Regions from separate parts of the Sus scrofa genome. Here region 1 is linked to region 2. Evidence: chromatin contacts called from public promoter capture Hi-C data. All regions are on one chromosome and are shown on one strand. Each heading gives the region's core, a stretch centred on a gene start, on an enhancer-like site or on the middle of the called end of the contact. The rest is flanking DNA. Distances are from core to core; before and after follow the strand shown.

The links. Promoter capture Hi-C pulls out the DNA fragments that hold promoters and counts their contacts.
Region 1: a promoter capture Hi-C map of liver shows a contact between it and region 2, with 4 times the contacts expected there. The contact joins the promoter of AFAP1L1 here to the promoter of SH3TC2 in region 2. A contact is called at or near these places in 1 of 5 promoter capture datasets (liver) and 1 of 2 datasets of contacts at active chromatin or transcription factors (skeletal muscle).

What each region holds. Positions count from the first base shown.
Region 1 is chr2:150,441,215-150,446,857 of Sscrofa11.1, forward strand. AFAP1L1 (actin filament associated protein 1 like 1) reads left to right here and starts at 3,932. Exons shown (of 21, transcript NM_001244817.1): 1 at 3,932-4,035. The coding sequence starts at 4,020. All of the region lies in intron 2 of LOC106509605 (a long non-coding RNA gene), which reads right to left.
Region 2 is chr2:150,246,003-150,251,849 of Sscrofa11.1, forward strand. It overlaps SH3TC2 (SH3 domain and tetratricopeptide repeat-containing protein 2), which reads right to left and starts at 1,745. Exons shown (of 17, transcript XM_021084981.1): 1 at 1,533-1,745. The coding sequence starts at 1,692.

The DNA.
Region 1 (5,643 bases), core at 2,682-5,181, 200 kb after region 2:
TGCGGTAACAGAAGCGTCGCAGGTCCAGGTCCCTGACTCTGACCGTCACTCACTCTCTCCCCACCCTCCCTACCGCCTCCGGGATGCCGGCAACGGTCCTGGGCCCAAGGGATCGGCTCGTGCGGAGGATGCAGCTCCTGCCTCCCCCGAGCTGCCGGTCCTGCCTGCCCCGAGGGGCCGGTCCTGCCTGCCCCGAGCTGCCGGTCCTGCCTGCCCCGAGCTGCCGGTCCTGCCTCCCCCGAGCTGCTGGGCCTGCCTGCCCCGAGCTGCCGGTCCTGGGGCAGAGGAGAAGGATGACCCAGGGGAGAACTGAGAGTCACGCGGTGCCAGAGTCGGAACCCAGATTTGAACCCCACTGGAGGGCTTTCCCTACGCTTCCAGGGTCCCCTCAGATGGCTATTTGTCTGCTCTGAGGAACGGCGGCCGGGGGCTCAGGGAGCAAGGGATTTGGACTCTAGACTGAGGGCAAAGGGCAGCCATCAAACCCTCTATGGGGATCCGAATGTGGACTCCAGCGGCCAAGACGGAAACAGACCTGAAGGCCGGAAAGCTCAAGCATCTTTCTCTCGCTGGGACAAAAACCATTTAGGGCCCAACTGTTCTTCCCCAGGGCGCCCCAGTTCCGCCTGACAAGCTACGAATGAGCCTGGGGGTGTCATTTGTTTTCTCGGGACTGGGAGCACGTGGGAGCTGAAAGCTTTTTCCTGGGAGTGTTTCACGGGGACCAAAGCTGCCGTCTCTTGCAGAGCTGGGTCTCCCCACGCGGACCTCGTCAGCCAGGCACCCGGCAGACCTGCAGGACTCAGCGGCACCGCAGGCAGCGGCACATACAGGGCAGCGGCCTCGAGTCCTTCCCGGAGAGCGGACGTGCGGAGGGAGGAGGCGCCGGGCGCCCCACCCCAGCCTCCACCCTCCCTCGTCCCAGGACCCCCAAGGGAGGCCGCCAAGCCAAAGTGCCCGCAGACACGTGCCGCAGGGCCCACCCCGAGGTCTTGGCTCTAGACACGCCTCGGCCTGTGGTGTCAGCGCCTCACTGCAGGCCCAGCCACACGCCTGCCACCCACTCCCGCCCCCTCAGGGTCAGGGAGAGAGTCCTCTTGGTGGTAATGACGTCCAAGGGCACGTCATCTCTCCTCTGGTACTTTTCATGCAATATCTTTTTTTCTTTTAAGGCTGCACTTGGGGCATATGGAAGTTTCCCGGCCAGGGGCCGAATCGGAGCGGCAGCTGCCGGCCGACGCCACAGCCACAGCCACGCGGGATCCGAGCCACAGCAGATGCTTCACCCACTGAGCGAGGCCAGGGATCGAACACCCATCCTCACAGACACGATGTGCGTTTCCTAACCCGCTGAGCCACAGTGGGAACTCCTCATGTAATAACTCTCGATTGAACTATTGTGTACGTATCTGTCTCCTCTCCTGGATGCTGAATTCCTTGAGGCTGGAGATCATTCCGACTCACCATGCGGTCCCCAGCGGGAATGGGCACAGGGTGCAACCAACACGCTCCTACGAGAACTGACGAAAAGTGGGTGTCGTTCTTACGGGGACGACAGACTTAATCAAAGGGGAAGTGCAGGAAAAATACGGTTATTCCTTTCTCCAGACCCCCAAACGGCCGCCCCAATCATCGCGTTCGGGTGCCCAACGGCAACCCAGCCGCGGTAACTGTAGTCAACAGTGCCACCTTGTGGACGTTGTGGGTGGTGATTAAACCAGAGCACCTGGGCGCCTTCGCCGCAACTTCCTGCTGTCAACCTTGGAACCGAGCGAAGACTGCGTTCCACGGTTTTACGTCTCTCCCGGACCACAGCGCAGTTGATTCCATTCCATCAGTTACTCCGTAGTACATACGCATTTCCCTTAGCTCCTCTGATTTTATGTTCCGACTCTCTGAGAAACCTCCAAAGACTTTCCAAGCTTCTGAAAGTCCTAAAAACCGACCGAAACCTCCATCTGCTCTTGCAGTACTTACGCACCATTTATCTTAAAACGCTATTTCAAAGGGAATATTAGGTCTTTTAAAGCACTAATGGGCCGGCCTCAGAACTTGACTACAATTTATGGCCTTGTTTCCAAGTGCTTCAGAATTCAAACCGTGAACTTTTGGAAGTGGATCCGCTTGTAAATTGTGGGTTGTCTGCTTTAGAATTTAAACTGACCTTTCCAAATTGGAAAAGTGGGCAGGAACAAAGAGGAACTTGGAAAATAATAATGGCTCCCATGTTTAGAGCTATTTTTGGTTCACAAAGTGGGTTTGAACCATCTTTTTATTTGCCCTCCCAAGAGCCTTGTGGGGTCAGGATGAGGTTTCCCACAGCACAGATGAGCAAGCAAACCTCACAGGCGTAAAATTATACACTTCGTAAGCAGGAGAGCAAGAGCTCACACACAAGTTTTCAGACTCCAATCCCACCGTTTTTTCATGACACCGTTTTTCCTCTGGGCTCACACACAGACATGCTCAACAAACTCCCTGTGCAATCTGGCAAAGCCGGGGTCACTCTCAACCTGCCTAATCCAAGCTATTGGAGGAACTACTCCTGGTCCGAGAGGAGGCAGGATGCTCTACCCAGGCCCTTCCTGTCTCTCTGCCTTTGCACCACGTGGTCCCACTGCCAGACGTTCGGGGCACAGGAGGGGCCCGGCCAGCGCTGCAGACTGGGACCTGGCCTTCTTGGGGAGGAAGAGAGTCTAGAAGGAGAATGCACCTGGCCTGCACTCGGTGGCGGCTCTTACATTTAGACCTTTCCTACTGTCTGTAAGGGCCTGAGACCTGCTTCCACAGCGAGCAACTAACAGGGTGAAAGATGTTGGCTTTCTTCATACAACTTTAAACTGAAATCCCACTCCTGGCCACACTGGCCACAGCAACATTTTGCCTACATCCTGTAATTATTCTGGGAAGAGCACTTCTGCGATGGCACTGCATTTATACGCTAAAAAAGTGTTCACTTCCGTCATTTTATCACTCCGTGTTGGCATTCTTCACGTTTTTAGTACCCAGGGAACCTCAGAATTTGGATGCATCCCAGACCATGGCCAACCTTTTAGCAGTCCTCTTTTTCTCCTTTTTTCTAGGTGATTTTCAAAGATCTTTTGTTTTTGTTTTGTTGTCTTTTGTCCTTCTAGGGCCACACCCGTGGCATATGGAGGTTTCCAGGCTAGGGGTCGAATCGGAGCTACAGCTGCCGGCCTACAGCACAGCCCACAGCCACGCCAGATCCGAGCCGGGTCTGTGACCTACATCACAGCTCATGGCAACGCCGGATCCTTAACCCACGGAGCAAGGCCAGGGATCGAACCTGCAATCTCATGGTTCCCAGTGGAATTCGTTTCCACTGCGCCACGACGGGAACTCCCCAAATATCTTTATTATTGTTATCGTTACTACTTCCCTTCTCCACATCATGGACACTGAACCAGCACAGTGTGTCTGGCACGAGAAGGCGCTCCAGAAAGACATGTGGAATCGAGAAGATAAACCCACAGCCAGGAAACGGGTGGCAGCAGCATGGAAAGAGATTTTGATTCCGCTGGAGAAAAACCGTTTCTAACAGTCTGGACAATCTGAAAACTTTGGAGCGGGCTGGGCGGCGCGGTAGTCAGCCTCTCGTCACTACTGCCGTGCAAGCCAAGCTGCACACCGCCGCCGTGGTCTGGGAGAGGGACGGGACGCGCGGGCTCGAGCACTGAGCGTGTGAACCTGGGCTGGGTCCTCTGCGCCCTTGCGGCGGGGCCGAGGGCCTGAGCAAGGCAGGGCGGGGCGCGGACACGTGTGGCCGGCCGAGGGCCACCGCCGGCCACCCGGGGGCAGAGGCGGGCTCTGGGGCTATTCCGGGAGCCGGGAGCGGCTGCAGGGGCGGGGGCGCCGCGCGAGCATCCTGTCGGGGGAGGGACGCGCGGAGCGCACTCCCGCGGGGCCAGACGACAGCGCACCGCGTCCGAGGCGGCCGCGGCCCCGCCGGAGCCGCCGCGCCCTGCTCCGCGCCCTGCTCCGCGCCATCGGCGGGCGCCATGGACCGAGGCCGGGGTAAGAGGACGCGCGGCGGCCGCACTTGTTGCTGCGGAGCGGGGAGGGGAGAAGCGGGCGACCTGAGGCCGGAGAGGCGGAGGGGCGGCGGGCGGTGGGCCCGGGCGGGCGAGGAGCGATCGCGGGGGGCGGCGGGGGCGGCCGCTGTGCGTTCGTTCGGGGCTCTCGCGCCGCCGGGGCAGCTAGGGCTCTGCTCGGGAGGGACTCGCGCAGAGGCTTAGCTTCGGGCAGGAATCCACAGGATTCCGGCGGCCGGAGCTCCTCCCACCCCATCCCCCCAAGGGTGAAGCGCGCCGACAAGTCACACTCCCCAGCGAGCGAGCGCGCCCCAACCTGAGGAGCCCCCACGGCCTCGGGGACCGAGGGGCGCTGCGGGACGCGGCTCCGCGACGGGGACGCGCGCCTGGTGTCTGAGCCCCGCGCTCTTCCCGGCCGGCTGTGTAAGCCCAGCCCCCTCTTTCTCTGGGCTGGTGACAAGGTCGGACCCTGAGACCCCTTCTTGTTTGGACTTTGTTTCAGGAAATGCGGTTTGATAAAGTCTCGCAGACACGGTGAGGGCTCGTTGCAACTGCAACTGACAGGGACCGAGACGGGGCCCTCATGGGGAGCTGTGCTTAGGTAAAGACGCCACAGTGGGCAGGACGTGGGGGCAGGGTCAGAGGCTGGGAATCAGACCCCAGGGCCCTAACTCCCCAGCTGTGCAAACCCCAGCGAGATCGGTGTGGATGTATTTGGTAAACTGTTAAGTGCTGTGCCATCGTGAGAAAGGTTGTTCTTGTTCTTATTATTAATGGAAATCCCCCCCCCATAACCTTACACCCTTCTGGCATCTGCCTGTTTGCTGGGCTGAGGCCTCCAAGAGGAAAAAAGGAGTGGCCAGGGGTGTGGAAGAAATTCGGAAGGGCGGGGGAGGATGAAAGCAGTTGCTGGCGTTGGGGAAGCTCCCTGCACCGCGTCAGATAAAGTCAGAGCCCAGGCGCTCTGCTCAAGACGCGGGGGACAACTCCCCGCACACCACCTCCAGCTCGAAACGCTGCGTCTGCTCTCCTGCTGGGAGCTGGAGGCCGGGAGAAAGTGGAGGGGGCTCTGTGGGGACCGAGGCTGCGACTTGTAAAGCAGGTGTCACCTGCTAACTGACTCCTGGACAGGTTGCGCAGAGTATACACACTCGCCAGGCAGGAGAAGAGAGAAGCGGCAGCACTAACGTCCCTCTGTCCATGCCCCCCCCACACATGGTCCGTCCAAGGCCGCGGGCGCGCCCTCCAGCCCCTCATGGCCCACAAGTTGCCAAACACCCGTCGGGTCCCCAGTACAGAAGTGCGTACCGAGCCTACACCCAGAACGTGGAAAACGGGCTGTGTCCTCCTTCCAGGGACCAAGGCGACAGAGGTGGGAGTTCAAACGCGGACTTACTGACCAATTCCTCACTTAAGAAGGAAGCGTTCTTCCTTGGGAGGCAGACTCCCGAGAGTCTGTTGGAACGTTCTAGGGCCCTGACCCTCTGCCCTGCTGCAGGCTTTCTTAGCCTACTCTCCTTCTCTTTCACAGCTCCTGTCACAGCCCGCCTGTGCGTTTAGTGCCTACCTCCCCCGCCAGCATGTAAGCTTG
Region 2 (5,847 bases), core at 495-2,994:
GTGTGTGATGTGCCGTGGTCACAGAGCTATGATTAATGCGCCTCGTCTTATTTATCGTGCTTAATTGTGTGCCAGGTTGTTTTAAGTGTTTCACATGTAGACTTAATCTCCACCACAACCGTACGAGAAAGGCATAACGGTATCAAATCTACAGGTGACGAAGCTGAAGTACAGAGAGGTTAAATACAGTGCTCAAGTCCAATCAAAGAACCAAGATTGAACCCAGAGGCTCTGATCTCAAAGGCCAGGTGTTTAAGCACGAAGATGCCTGCCTGACAGGAGGTAGACTGAGTCACATCTAGAACCCGGGTCCCTGCCTTACAGACGCGTGATCCTTCAAGGTTCCGCAGCCTCTGTACATCTGCTCCCGTGGGCACGGTGACACAGATACACAGGGAGGGCCTCAGAAGTGTGTGCCTCTTAGAAAGAGAAACAAAACATTTTCCAGCTGAAGGTCCGTGGCTTCTGGGTCAAGGGTGTTATTTGGGGGGTATTTTTACTTTTATTTTTAAGTCCAGGGGGGCTTTAGTCTGGGAGCCTCTCTCTGCAGGAGGTGCCAGGGTGCCTAGGCTGGGACTTCAAGCTGAGGAAGCAAACGTGGCTGCTTCAGGTCCCTTTAGGAAACGCCTGGTGACGTCCACGTTGTCGAGCCCCTGTCACAAGACCTCATAAGGGGAAGCCATCTAGCAGAGGCTGGGGTTCCCCTGGGCTCCCCCTCTAAGGAAGACACCAAATTCTAACAAGGCTGGCAGTGATGACCCGTTGCGAAGGGTCTTCTGCCTCCCAAACAAGCCCTCCTCCACTCCCCTCCTCCCCCAGAGCCCGCCCGCATGCTGGCGGCCACAGGCCTCACCTGGGTCTTGCTCTGAAAAGACAAGGGGCAGGTGACCGGCAACCTGCTTGCCTGCGCCTGTCCCGGTGTGAGCCCTGCCGGTGCCCTGGGAAAGCCCTGGGTCCCGGGCAGATCAGCAGGGTTGGTCACCTCATGTTAAGTCTCAGGTGACCTGACACTTTGTGAGAGCAACAACTCTGACCTCACGCTGACGTACTAAAATTTAAAACAAAACAAAAGATCACACTGTGGCAGGTAGGAGGCAGGAAACTGCCTGTTTTTCTCCAGTAACAGTAATCCTGACAAAAATACGGCTGAGTGACTGAGGCCAAGTTTATGACCACTCCTGGGCCTCAGAGGAATTCACTGCCTGAGCTTCCTTCCTGACCAGGGAATCTTGGGAAGAAAGGCAGGAAGGGCTTAGTCACCCCCTGGGAGTGGCAGCCGAGAGCAGCATTCTCTCCCCTCCTAGAGCAGCTCAAAGCCTCTTTCTTCAGGGAAAGTAGGGATTCCCCAGGCTTCGACCCCTTTCACGAAGCCAGAACGACACCAGCTATAGGAGGCAGGGAGGAGAGAAAGCCCCAGAGCGCGGCCACCTCCCATCTTTGGAAGAGCAGCTTCTTCAACCAGCAGATCCCTAAAGCGTCGCTGGCCCATGGCCTCAGCCAAGCCACAGGCCAGGGCCCCCCAGGAAACTCACCTAGGCCCCAGGACGGACTCGGCTCCCCGGGGATGCAGAAGCAGCCACCCATGTGTGCACCATCCTCCCAGGGCCAAGGCCCCTGGGAACACCAGCCTAAGAGCACTGGGAGGGGACAGCCTCCCAGCGGTGTCCCTCCTCTGCCTCCTCCCTGGCACATGAGGCCCGAGTCCCACTCAGGCACAATGCAGCCTTTGATGGTCTTGGCGGCAGCAGGAGGCCCAGGGAGGATGGGAGGGGCAGCCCGGCCCTCAGGCCCTGGAGTCCTTGCACTGCCAGGCCTCAGAAGGGAGCAGAGCCCACCCGCCTCTCTGCAGATGGCATCATGCCTATCAGCCTGTGGCACATTCCTCACATTCTGGGAGTGAGATACACAGTTTGGTTCCTGGGGGGGAGGGGAGGGACTGTGGTGAGGAGGCCAGAGAGCATCCCAAGATCCAAGGCTGCTGTTCTTGCTCCCTCCGTGGCCGGCTTGGCCCACGGGGAGGCCCCCCACCTCCCTTGGCTCTCGGGGTGGAGGCGGAGCTGTGCACGCAGCGTCTCCCCTCACCCCCAGCAGCCTGGATGAGCCAGCCCCCAGCCCTGCCTCCCTCAGTCGTGGGCAGAAGGAAGCTGGGAAGTTCCCGAGGGGGCCCAGCATCTTTCAGGTGAGAGGATGGAGGACCAGGAAGGTTGAGGTTACAAATACTTAGAAAAAGTGGGTCCCACCAGACCAAACTCTTCCGCTCTGGGTAAGGAGAGGGCAGAGGATGCTCTTGACAGGGTGACTAAATTTCAGAAAGCTTCCCACGTCTCCTAAAGGAGACGGAAAACACTTGCCGACTGCCAGCGAAGTTAGAGGCCTGACTGACCCAGCAGCCACGCTCCAGGATCACTAGGCACCTAATGTTGCTTTAATGCCCCGAGCAAAGGTCAGTGGCGAGTGGGCCGCGAGAAAGCAGGGTCCTGACAGCCCGCCTGGTGGGCTGCTGGGAGGCGGGGCTGGGGTCCGTCTCACAGGCGTGCGAAGGAAGGAGGTAGTCTGGCCGAGGTTGCATTCTGGAAGGAGCGCTGGAGTGACAGCGTGGAGGACAGCCCGGGGGCCAGTCCCCCCGGAGGAGCACGAGTGTCCACTGCATCTACCACCGTTCAGCCCCAGGTGACAGGGTCTCGCCTGTGTCCCTGAGGTCTGGCTTGACTCCCGGGTGGTCCAGGCACTCATCACACTTGGCATCATTTCAGTCCTGTAACAGCTCCGTAAGACCAGCCGCGTCCTCTCTGTCTGGTAAGGGAGGAAACACGTGCAGAGGCCCCACCATTTGTGAACCTCAGATTCAGGGTTGAGCCACGTCTAGTTGATGCCACAGCCCAGGAGCTTCCGTTTTCTGATATGCAGGCTCTTTCCACAGCTCCGGTGAGGAAGGACTCGTGACCTGAGCCCTCTGGAGCTGGCCGACCGCTGACCGAGGCCCGGGGGCGGGGGGGCACAGGGGCACAGGTCTCTCTGGTCACAAAATCGTCGTGGAGGCTGCCTTCTCTGCACAGGTCTGCTTGAAGTATGCGCTTCGCATGATGTGTCCCGCGTCCTTTCCCGTCACCAGAGCGCGGTGCTTTGTGAATTAGGATGTTTCCTTGGGCCTGAGATAAACGAGCAAGGCTTCTTGAGAAGGCAGCTACTCAGCACGTCGGGAGGCACCTGAGACTCAGTGAAGAGAAAAGCTGCTCTGACTTGCACGCGGAGACGGATGCCCAGACTTAACACCTCTCCGTGAATCGGTGCAGGACATCCCTGAGCCGGAGCCTGCGGCGACAGCGGTTGGAAATCGGACCTGCACGGATTCCCGGGCCATCTCTCAGAGAGGACTCCCTGAGGCAGTTGGGTAAGACACACATTTTTGGCAAATATGAAATAAATGGGAGATAAAGATGCAAGAAGTCAGTATTATTCTGCTTATGGGTGGTTCCGATGAACTGGCAAGAGCAGAGCTTTCCCGGCAGAGGGCAGCGGGTGCCGAGGCCCCAAGACTGGACTCGCCTGGGACACGGTAAAGAGGAGCGAGGGTGCTGGGGTCCGGGGGACAGGGCCGTGTGCAGAACGAGGCCGGTGAAGCAGGGGCCAAGTTGTGTAGGACTTGGAAGGCCACCTAAAAGCCACTTTTACGCAGAGGGAGGTGGGAGCCAGTGGAGGACACGAAATTCGGGAGTCACGTGACTGACTCATGGTTTTAAAGGGTCACTCTGGCTGCTCCTTGGAAAAGAGGCTGCAGCTGTAACTCCACGTACGCAGCAATTGTAACGTCCGGGAGAGAGATGAGGGTGGCTGGAGCCAGAGTGACAGCGGTGGAGGCAGTGAGAAAGTCTTAGAGTTCTGAATGAGTAGCATATTTAAGACTATGTATGGGAGTTCCCGTCGTGGCGCAGTGGTTAACAAATCCCACCAGGAACCATGAGGTTTCGGGTTCCATCCATGGCCTCGCTCAGTGGGTTCAGGATCTGGCGTTGCCGTGAGCTGTGGTGTAGGTTGCAGACTCGGCTCGGATCCCGCGTTGCTGTGGCTCTGGTGTAGGTTGGTGGCTACAGCTCCGATTCGACCCCTAGCCTGGGAACCTCCATATGCCGCAGGAGCGGCCCTAGAAAAGGCAGAGAAGACAAAAAAAAAAAAAAAAAAAAAAAAAAAAAAAAAAAAAAAGACTATGTATGTATGTTATTCTAAGTTCTCTTAGGGAAACAAATCCAATACTGTATGTGTATGTATTTCCATTTATACAGCATGAGGAGAACACTCTCCAGTGTAAGGAGAGGCAGAGAAGCCCCGCTGGGCTTCAGGCAATGAGGGACACAGTGCACTGTTTCTCTGGTGTGAAACCAGGTATTTGACTTGTCGTGGAAACCAGACCCCCAGAATCTTAGGTACAGTTTCCAAACTTTTAAATATTCACCAACCGGAGAATTCCCATGGTGGCTCAGTGGAAATGAATCTGACACGTATCCACAAGGACATGGGTTCAATCCCTGGCCTCGCTCCGTGGGTTAAGGATCTGGTGTTGCCTTGAGCTGTGGTGTAGGTCACAGATGCGGCTTGGATCCCACATTGCTGTGGCTGTGGTGTAGGCCGGCAGCTATAACTCCAATTCGACCCCTAACCTGGGAACTTCCATGTGCTGCAGGTGCGGCTCTAAAAAGCAAAAATAAATAAATATTCATGAACTGATTCAGGAAAACTTCCACATCACGTTGGGGGCCCATGCTCGCGGTTGACAAATATCCCTACAGGCCAAGGGCAGCCAGTTTGCCACTTCAGATGAAAATTTGAATTTTTTTCTTGTGAAGTTTACACTCTAGTTAGGATAATAAGATACACACTTGGATACTACAATTCAAGGGAAGAACTGAGAAATCATGGGTAGACTCGTGGCCCCCAAAACTGATATATTGAGACTCAGAATGTGGCGTTATTTGGAAACAGGATTGCTGCATACGTGATTATTTAGGTTAAGATGGGTCGTACTGGAGTAAGTTAGGCGCCTAATCCCGTATGCTGGCCGCCTTACTTTTAAAAACGCCCTGTGAGGAGATAGAGACACAGAAGGTGAAGTGAAAGGAGAGATTAGAATCCTACAGCTGCAAGCCAAGGATCGCCAAGGACTCCCAGTGACCACCAGAACTAGGAAGAGACAAGGCAGGACTCCCCTGCAGGTTTCAAAGGGTGCGTAGCCACGTAAACATCTCCACTGGGGGCTTCTGGACTCCAGAGTTCCAAGACAATGCATTTCTGATGCTCCGAGCCACGGAGTCTGTGGTGCTTTGTGAGGGCAGCCCTGGGAGACAAATGCAGACCCCAGGAGCGAGAAGAAGGACAGTCACGCATTCCATCACATTAGCCCGTGAAGGAGGAGTTCGGGAGCATCTGGCCATCTGGGCGTTGCTCTGCGCTGTGGGGAAAGGAGGGCAGAGGGACCTGTGGCTGAGATGCAGGGTGCGGGAGGAGGAGCGGAGGGCGGCTCCCCATGTTTGGGCCTGACACCCGGCCAGGCGAGAAAAGCAAAGAGAGCTTCGTGGAGGAGGTGGCATGTGACTGAGGGGCAGACACAGGTTTTCCAGACTGAGGAAGAGCCATCAGCAAAGGTGCTAAGATGGTCACCGGGGACAAGGTGAGGAAACCCTGCGTCGGAGTGGGCTGGAGGCCTGATCCTCGGAGGAGCGGAGACGCAAGCCTCCCAGCTGCTGATTCCTTCATCGCTGGGCTCTTCATTCACTGAGGGTTGCCGCCACCTGCTCTAAAGGCCGCGTCCCTACGGATGGTGACCATACTGACGATAAGTGCTTCCTGGCTCTT